Regions from separate parts of the Sus scrofa genome. Here regions 2 and 3 are each linked to region 1. Evidence: chromatin contacts called from public Hi-C and HiChIP or PLAC-seq data. All regions are on one chromosome and are shown on one strand. The core of a region is the stretch at or near the end of the contact, and the rest is flanking DNA. Distances in the headings are between cores, read along the strand shown.

The links. Hi-C and Micro-C count contacts between places; a contact is called where the count stands out from the background. HiChIP or PLAC-seq counts read pairs in DNA pulled down with a chosen protein or histone mark.
Region 2: a contact with region 1 is called in an H3K27ac HiChIP or PLAC-seq map of alveolar macrophages. The contact joins the promoter of THEMIS2 here to the promoter of RPA2 in region 1. A contact is called at or near these places in 1 of 5 promoter capture datasets (liver), 21 of 47 Hi-C or Micro-C datasets (alveolar macrophages, blood, brain and 10 more) and 1 of 2 datasets of contacts at active chromatin or transcription factors (alveolar macrophages).
Region 3: a Hi-C map of skeletal muscle shows a contact between it and region 1, with 2.1 times the contacts expected there. The contact joins the promoter of XKR8 here to the promoter of RPA2 in region 1. A contact is called at or near these places in 3 of 47 Hi-C or Micro-C datasets (mesenteric adipose tissue and skeletal muscle) and 2 of 2 datasets of contacts at active chromatin or transcription factors (alveolar macrophages and skeletal muscle).

What each region holds. Positions count from the first base shown.
Region 1 is chr6:85,044,548-85,047,247 of Sscrofa11.1, forward strand. RPA2 (replication protein A2) reads right to left here and starts at 1,352. Exons shown (of 9, transcript NM_001244942.1): 1 at 1,236-1,352; 2 at 885-991. The coding sequence starts at 1,245.
Region 2 is chr6:85,009,538-85,012,237 of Sscrofa11.1, forward strand. It overlaps THEMIS2 (protein THEMIS2), which reads left to right and starts at 1,342. Exons shown (of 5, transcript XR_002344949.1): 1 at 1,342-1,506.
Region 3 is chr6:85,083,309-85,086,008 of Sscrofa11.1, forward strand. XKR8 (XK-related protein 8) reads left to right here and starts at 1,333. Exons shown (of 3, transcript XM_003127736.4): 1 at 1,333-2,082. The coding sequence starts at 1,502. SMPDL3B (acid sphingomyelinase-like phosphodiesterase 3b) reads left to right here. Exons shown (of 9, transcript XM_003127737.5): 8 at 551-647; 9 at 650-1,175. The coding sequence ends at 918.

The DNA.
Region 1 (2,700 bases), core at 102-2,601:
GCATACTTTTGAACGGTGAATATTGCCAGGATGGTAGAAAGTAAGCCCAGTCAACTACCAGCACACATGTCACAAAAGGTGGCAGCCAGCTGGTGGGCTGAGATTATGGCTCGACCACTCAGGAGCAGTGTGCTCTTGATCACATTTCTTTTTTTCCTTTCTGTTTTTTTTTTTGCTCTGCTTTTTAGGGCCGTACCCACGGCATATGGAGGTTCCCAGGCTAGGGGTCAAGTCGGAGCTATAGCCGATGGCCTACACCACAGCTCACAGCAACATCAGATCCTTAACCCACTGAGCGAGGCCAGGGATCGAACCTGCATCCTCATGGATCCTAGTCGGATTCATTTCTGCAGCGCCAGAATGGGAACTACCCCTGGGGCCATTTATTGAAAGCAACTCTGGGGCAGGCATAACTATATGTAATGTTATTAATCTCACAACAACCTTGTAAGATATGTATCATTAATCCCATTTAGTGGGTGCAAAACTGATTCCCAGTTTTGTAATTGTCCAATGATACCCTGCAAGCAGTGTCAGAGCAATAGTGGAACATAGATCTACTAGACTCCAAAGACCAGGCTCTTTCCACCTTATCAGATGACCTCATTACATTTCATTTAAAAATGACTTCCAGTATGTGAAGAATGTAAAATAGGCTACACATACAAGTTCGGTTTTTCCCACAAGACTAATTCATTAGTTATATTGGTAACTTTCAAAATAAAGCCAAGGAAACAATGTATGCAAAATTAGGAGACGTTTGATTTTTCAAACTTACAAGCACGTCCAGTTTACCACCCTTCCTTCCCCGCCTAAATTTTCTCACAGATGCGTTAGGAGCTTCAGCAGAGGTTAAAATAAAAAGAAATGCGCTTGCAACCTACAGATTTCTTTTCAGCCTGGGAAGGTGTCGGTGATCCAAAGCCCCCAGGGGACTGTGTGTAGCCGCCGGCTCCCCCAAAGGAGGAGCTGCTATAGCTTTCAAATCCACCTGGTTTTAAACAACAGCAGTATTAATACTTGTGCCACCCTCCAAGCCTCTGAAAAATCCGCAAGTCCCCCCAGACTTCACCCCAACCACTCCCAGAGTCTCCCTAACCTTCCCACCATCTTCCCTACGACCCGCACGCCCCCATCACCGGCCCTCGCCCGCCCCCTGCCGCCACACGCCTCCCCGGGCCCTCCCTTGCTAAATCCTTCTTGCGATTCTCATCAGGCGCCCCACTCATCATTACTATTCCACATCTTGGTCACTATTCCCTCAGTGTAGAGCTCCAGAAGGCTCCGGTCCGGTGGGTTAGCCGAACCCCCTCAGGACTCCGCTGTTGCAGCTGCGCTGTATCTACTTTTCGCTGGAGCCACAAACTCCTTCCCGCGAAGGACGGAGCCAATCAGAGTCCAGAGCGTTTCTCCCCTCAGCCAATCAATGCTTAAGAATCCCACGCCTTTTCCCGCCTTCCCGCGCCGAGCTCCGGAGAATGCGCACTTCGCTCCGGGAAGATCCGAAGCCTCTGCAGCCATCGTTACTTAGGGCAAAATAGGCTGCGGCTGCGGAAGGGAGACCTGAGAGATGCAAAGATAGGCCAGTGTCTCAAGAAAATAACCAATCAAGGAGTTCACTTGTGGCCCAGCAGGTTAAGGATCCGGAGATGGCTTGAGTCGGATCCCTCACCCGAGATGCTGTGGGCGGTTGCCCAAAAAGTAAAAGATGAGAACCAATCTGGATGATACTTCCACATCTCAGGCCGTTTAATCCCACCCCCGGCAACTGACTGACACTTTACATCACTTCCTTTGTTCCGTGTCTTGTTTCGTCCAAAACCTTACCAATCGAGTGATGCCTCCTAAAGCGTTATAGTAGTAGGACTTGCCATTAGCACAATATATACACATACGGGGAGCTCAATGTAGTAATTTCATTGCACCTCGTGGGGTTGCGTATTCTTTTCCATAAAGAGCCAGGTTCAGTTCTGGTATTGCCATCCCGTCGTCCTGATTCTCCGCAGAGAAGCTGTGAGAAGCCTACAGTCTTTTTCCCAGAATGGCAAAAGATCTGAGGATGACATCCCCCCAACCTTTCTGTCCCCACCCCAGTCTAGTCCGGATCCGTATCCTCGGTTGCTTCAACTATTCTTCATGTAATACGGTTGTGTCCCTCTTACGTTTTTCTTTTCTTTTTTGTGGTCTTTTGTCCTTTTAGGGCCGCACCCGCGGCATGTGGAGGTTCCCAGGCTAGGGGGTCTAATCAGAGCGTCTGCAGCCTACACCACAGCTCACAGCAACGCCTGATCCTTAACCCACTGAGCAAGGCCAGGGATCGAACCCACAACCTCATGGCTCCTAGTCGGATTTATTTCTGCTGCTCCAGGACGGGAACTCCGTGTCCCTCCTATGGAGAGTGGAACATGTCTGTCAGTTCTTTGCTCTAAATACTACTACACTGTTAGGAACAGATCCTCATTTATAATTTAAAAATATTTATTGATATCTCTTGTTCCAAGCTTTGTGCTGGCCACTGGGATTCAGTGGCAAATAACGAAGACATGGTCCCTGGGTTTCTGGGCCATTGCATTTCCTTTTGCTAAAACTGCAGACACTTTCTTCTCTCTCTCTCTGTCTTTTTTTTTTTTTTTTTTGTCTTTTGTCTTTTTAGGGCCGCACCTGTGGCATATGGATGTTCCCAGGCTAAAGGTCCAATCG
Region 2 (2,700 bases), core at 92-2,591, 35 kb before region 1:
CTGTTCACTAGGACTGAAATATACCCTTCGAGGCTGCAAAAACACACACACTGGAGTTCTTGTTGTGGTGCAGTGGTTAATGAATCCAACAAGGAACCATGAGGTTTCGGGTTCGATCCCTGCCCTTGCTCAGTGGGTTAAGGATCTGGCGCTGCCGTAAGCTGTGGTGTAGGTCACAGACGCGGCTTGGATCCCCCGTTGCTGTGGCTGTGGCGAAGGCCAGCAGCAACAGCTCTGATTTGACCCCTAGCCTGGGAACCTCCATATGTTGTGGGAGCAGCCCTAGAAAAGGTAAAAAGACAAAAAAAAACAAAAACAAAAAAAACCCCAAACAAAACACACACACACACACACACGCGCGCGCGCGCGCACACACACATGCGCGCACACACACATGCGCGCACACACGCACACACCGTTTGACCCAGAAATTCAACTTCAGGAATCTAGTGCAAGGAAGTATTTTTCTGTCTAATGATTGAAGAGCAATTAAGCAAATAATTACACAGATAAGTGTAGTAGTCTTCTACTACTTTTAGAGTGACAAAAAATGAAATCGAGCTTTTTGCACAATATCCGTATCATCTCACTTAATCCTCACAACCAGCTCAGAAAAGATTCTTTCCTCCATTTTACAGATGAGGAAACGAAAACTCAAAAATTGAAGTGATTTGCCTAAAGTTATATAACAAGCAAGAGGAGGAGCTGGGATTTAAACCTCAGTTTGACTGTCGAGGGACAAGGAAAAGACTTATCTATTTCTTCTTTGTTCACTGGAAGTGGTTGGTCTCTTTCCTAAGCAGATTTTTAGCTCAAGGAAGAATTTTTCAGGAGAATTGTCCAGAGGGTAGAGCATCCTGGAAAGGTAATGAGTCCCCAGTGAGTAGAGGGCTTGGAGTGTCCCGCAGAGGGATTCAGGCGACCTGACGCTCTACCTCCCTCCTCAGACTCAAAAGGCAAGGCTGCTCCTTTCCTGTGAGACCCAGAACTACTCGGCGCGGGCGGACTTCCTTTCCCGGTTCTGCTGTGAGGACCGGGGGAATGCAGGGGGCGGGGGGGTTCCTTCATCTTCATCCTCGTCCTTCCTCCACGATGGGGTACATCACTGACGACTGGGCACGTGGGGACCAGCTTTTATTTACTCAGAGCCTCTCGGGGGTCAGGTCCTGATTTGGACCCTCCAAATCGTGCCACCAATGTGAGAGCCGGGTCCTGCAAACCCCCCGTAGAGGTCGGGGAACCTGAGTCCTGGAGAGGGAGGCGGCGCGTGCTGGAGCGCAAGGTCGCGGCCCTCACGCCCCTGGGCGGGGCTCTGGCCCCGACTCCGCCCCGCTGGGCCGGCCGAGGGGAGGGTGCAGGGCCCGGCGGCGGCGAGCGGGCCACTCGATCAGGTCCCGCGAGCTGCGCGGACCATGGAACCTGTGTCGCTGCAGGACTACGTGCGCGCCCTGGACCCCGCCTCCCTGCCGCGAGTACTGCGGGTCTGCTCGGGTGTCTACTTCCAGGGTGAGTGAAGGGCCGAGACCCCTCCGACCTCCCGACCCCGCTGCGGATCAGGTTCTCTCTTCCAGAGCGTTAGAAACCCGGGACGCTGTGCCCGGGGTTCGAATCCCGAAGCTGCCGCTGCCCAAGCTGTGTGCTCTGGGGCTACCCTGCAACTTCTTGGGGACACGGTTTTTTGCTTCTGAAGGGGGTTGGCCGACCCCGGTGATGGGACTTCAGTGAGCACAGATACTCAGGGGGGTGGAACCGAACCAAGCTGGGGTGGAACGGCGGTGCGCAGTGCTTGAGGTCGGACTCTGTGGGGTCGCAGCCCTAGGATGTTGGCGACGCCGAGCTTGATTCTGAAGCGACAGGTCAGCTCTCCCCTACATGTGACCTCCCATTCCTTCCCCTTCGACACCTGTCTACGCGGCCTTCCTTCAATCCCTCCATCCCGTCTTTGCTCTCTGCTTGGCTGCTTGGCAATGGATAGTATTTGATCTGATCAGCTCTTCAGGTCTCAGCTTAAATGACTCCTCCTCCAGGGAGTCTTCCTGGGTCTCTCTGCTCCTTGCCTGAAAGGGATTGACAGGCCATGAAGGGACAGGTGGCTGCTCTGAGGGTGAGGGAGGAGCTGTGGTCAACTGAGTGGGGAAGTGGGGGGTGGAGGAGAGAGGGAAGCTAGAGTCTGGGTGGGCTGGTGGGAGGCTACTTCCTTAGAGGGCAAACTTCACACCAGTACCCTGCCCATCCTGTTCCCTCCACCCTCTCCCTTGTTCTGCACCGCAGATCAAGAGTGATACATGCTGGAGGGCCCCTCACGGGAGCAGGACAGGCCACCACACCATAGCATCTTGCCAGGCCCACTTGGGAATGTAATGGGTCTGGGTTCGAAAGCTCTTGTCTCTCTGGGGGCTTCCTGCAGGCATCTTTGATCTATTTGCTCTCCTTCCAACATCCCCCACCCGCTGTGTGTCACAATACTTGGTTTCCTCATTTTGCCTAATGAGAAGTGGTGGGAAGTGGCGGAAGGGGGACGGTAAGAAAAGAGCTAGATGGGGTGTGGGGGAGCTAGAGGAGGGCCGATGGTGATACCCGTGGGGCAGGTGGCCGTGACCGACACTCAGCCACTACCACTCGACACTTGGCAGCGGTTGCTCTGTGCCAGCGGTGGAGGCAAACATCCAGGGCTGAGTCTTACTCTTTTTTTTTTTTTTT
Region 3 (2,700 bases), core at 83-2,582, 39 kb after region 1:
ATCCTGCCTCAGCTCCTGAACCCCTGTGGAATGGGACCCTGACCAAATAAATTAACTTCTTTTTTTTGTTGTTTTTTAGGGCTGCACCCGCGGCATATGAAGGTTCCCAGGCTAGGGGTCCGATCGGAGCTGTAGCTGCCGCCTACACCACAGGATCCGAGCCACATCTGCAACCTACACCACAGCTCAAGGCAACGCCGGATCCTTAACCCAGGATCCTTAACCCACTGAGCGAGGCCAGGGATGGGACCCGCCTCCTCATGGATACTAGTCGGGTTTGTTAACTGCTGAGCCACCAGGGGAACTCCCGAAATTAACTTCTTTGGGACTTAGCTTTCTCATTTGTGAAACGAGGATAATAAGTACAGTTAGCTTACCAGTTTCAATCAGAGAATGTCTGCCAAGCATACCTCGGAAATAGTTAATGCTCAATAACTAATAGCACTTATGACTGGGGCTGTTTAGAATCTGGGGGGCGAATGCAAGGTAGAGGATTAGGGGCAGAAGCGGCCAGCTGCTCACGGCCTGTCTGCTTCGCGCCCTTCTGCAGGACATGGTGACCTACTTCTTGAACCTGAGCCAGGCGAACGAGCAGGGGACACCGCGCTGGGAGCCTGAGTACCGGTTGACGGAGGCCTACGGGGTGCCGACGCAGGGGCCGGTTCCATGCACGCGGCGCTGGGCCGCATAGCCAGCAACAAGGACGTGCTGCAGCGCTACTACGACTACAACTCGGTCAGCTACGAACCGCAGCCCTGCGATGAGGCCTGCCGCGTCGAGCACGTGTGCGCGCTGCGCGAGGTGGCCTTCGATGCGTACGCCGCCTGCCTGCGTGACCCCGGCGTCGCGCACGCGCCCTGCCTCGCGCTCCTGCTGGCGGCGCTGCTGGGCCTGCGCGCGCTGCTCCTGCGGTGGTGACCTGGGGCGCCGCAGGTCGGATGACAGGTCTCGCCTGAGGAAATGGGGGCAGCATCACTCTCGAGTGCTGGACTTTTCCACCCTTTCCCTCGCGTTCGCAGAATGAACTAGGACGGACAGCCGAACAGGAAATGATGCACCAAATGCACCACCAGAAGCACATTTCTTTCAAGTTCCATTTATCCAAAGCACAATGCCTGTCGTGCATATTAGTCTGTGCATTATTCCTTTTAATTAGTAAATCATGTTTAAAGCAACTCCCATGCGCAGTTATTGAACGTCCTGCCCTCCTCCCATTCGGATAATCGGAGTAAAATGAGCTGCCAGGAAGATGCGCCTGGTTGATCCAGTGCCCTCGGTCTCCCCTGGCACACGGTCTGGACTCCAGCCATAACTGGCGAAGTCCTGCAATCATGGGTCGGAACCGGCCTTTGAGCTTTGCTGCTTTGTTTTGAAACAATGCAGACGGGAGACATCGCAGTTCTAGTCCGGGCGTTAATCTCCAGGCCATTTTCGCCTCCAGGAGCCTCAAATATGAAACAAGGCGATTAGAAGCTGCTAAACTAAGGGCATTGCGCCTCGGATGCTCGGTCTTCCAGCCCAGCGGTCCTCGGGGCCCTCAGGGCTTAGCGGGGTTCGGGATCTCCAGGGAGGTTGCAGCGCCAGGGACCGGTGGGTCGGCTGTTGCAGCGACCGCGGGGTCTGCGAGCTTGGCTCCTCCCCGGACGCTGCGGGACGAGGAAGTCCCGCCCAGCGGCACGGGTCTGGGCGGCCCGGAGGGCTGTGCCCGCCTCTTTCCTGCCACTGCGGCCCGGGGCGGGGAGGGAGGGTCCAAGCTCAGAAGAGAAGGAGCGGGAGAAGCTGGCGGGTCATGCCCTGGTCGCTCCACGCCGTGCTCTTCAGGGACCTGGTCCTGGGCGTTTTGGGCACCCTCGCCTTCCTGATCGACCTGGGCGCCGACCTGTGGGCGGCGAGCCAGTATGTGCTTAGCGGTCGCTACCTGTGGGCCGCGCTAGTGCTGGCGCTCTTGGGCCTCGCCTCGGTCGCGCTGCAGTTCTTCAGCTGGGTCTGGCTGCGCACCGACCCCACCGGCCTGCACGCGTCGCAGCCCCCAGGCCAGCGCCTGGCGCTGTTGCACCTCCTGCAGCTGGGCTACCTGTACAGGTGAGTGGCCCGCCCTCGGGGAAAGGGGAGGAGGAACGGAGGTCGGCGTCACCTCCCGAAGCTGGGCTGGTAGTAAGGTGAGAGCCTTGACCTAGGGAAGGGGGCGGAAAGGAGAGGACTGGGACCAAGGAGAGGCAACTAAGCCCCTCTTAGTTTAGGGGGCCGCTTCTACCTACAGGTGAGCTCCTGGTCCCTGATGAAAGAGAACTTTGACTGACAGCCCTCGGCGCTCATCGGCCGTACTCTTCCTGGCACAGGTGAAGAAACTGAGGCCCTGAGAGGAAAGGGAGGCACATAACTTGGGAGTCAGGCCTCTTTGGGGTCTGGTCCTGGCTTTACTCCCTGTGGCCTCATTCCTGCCTTTCTCTGAGCCTCAATTTTCTCCTCTGTTAAAAGGAGGTAGTGATCTAGAGAGAGTGTGCCTGGCAGGCCTGGTGTGAAGGGAAGAAGGGAGAGTGCCCAGCACATGCCTGACTGGGGTGAACTCTGTTGGGATGGCAACAGACCCCCAAGTTCCTTTCAGCTGTGGGCAGGGCCTTGGGCAAGTCAAGTGATCCCTCCAGGTGTCCATTCACTCACTGCTCTAGGGATCCTAGTGTAGGGATTAAATGGAGGCCT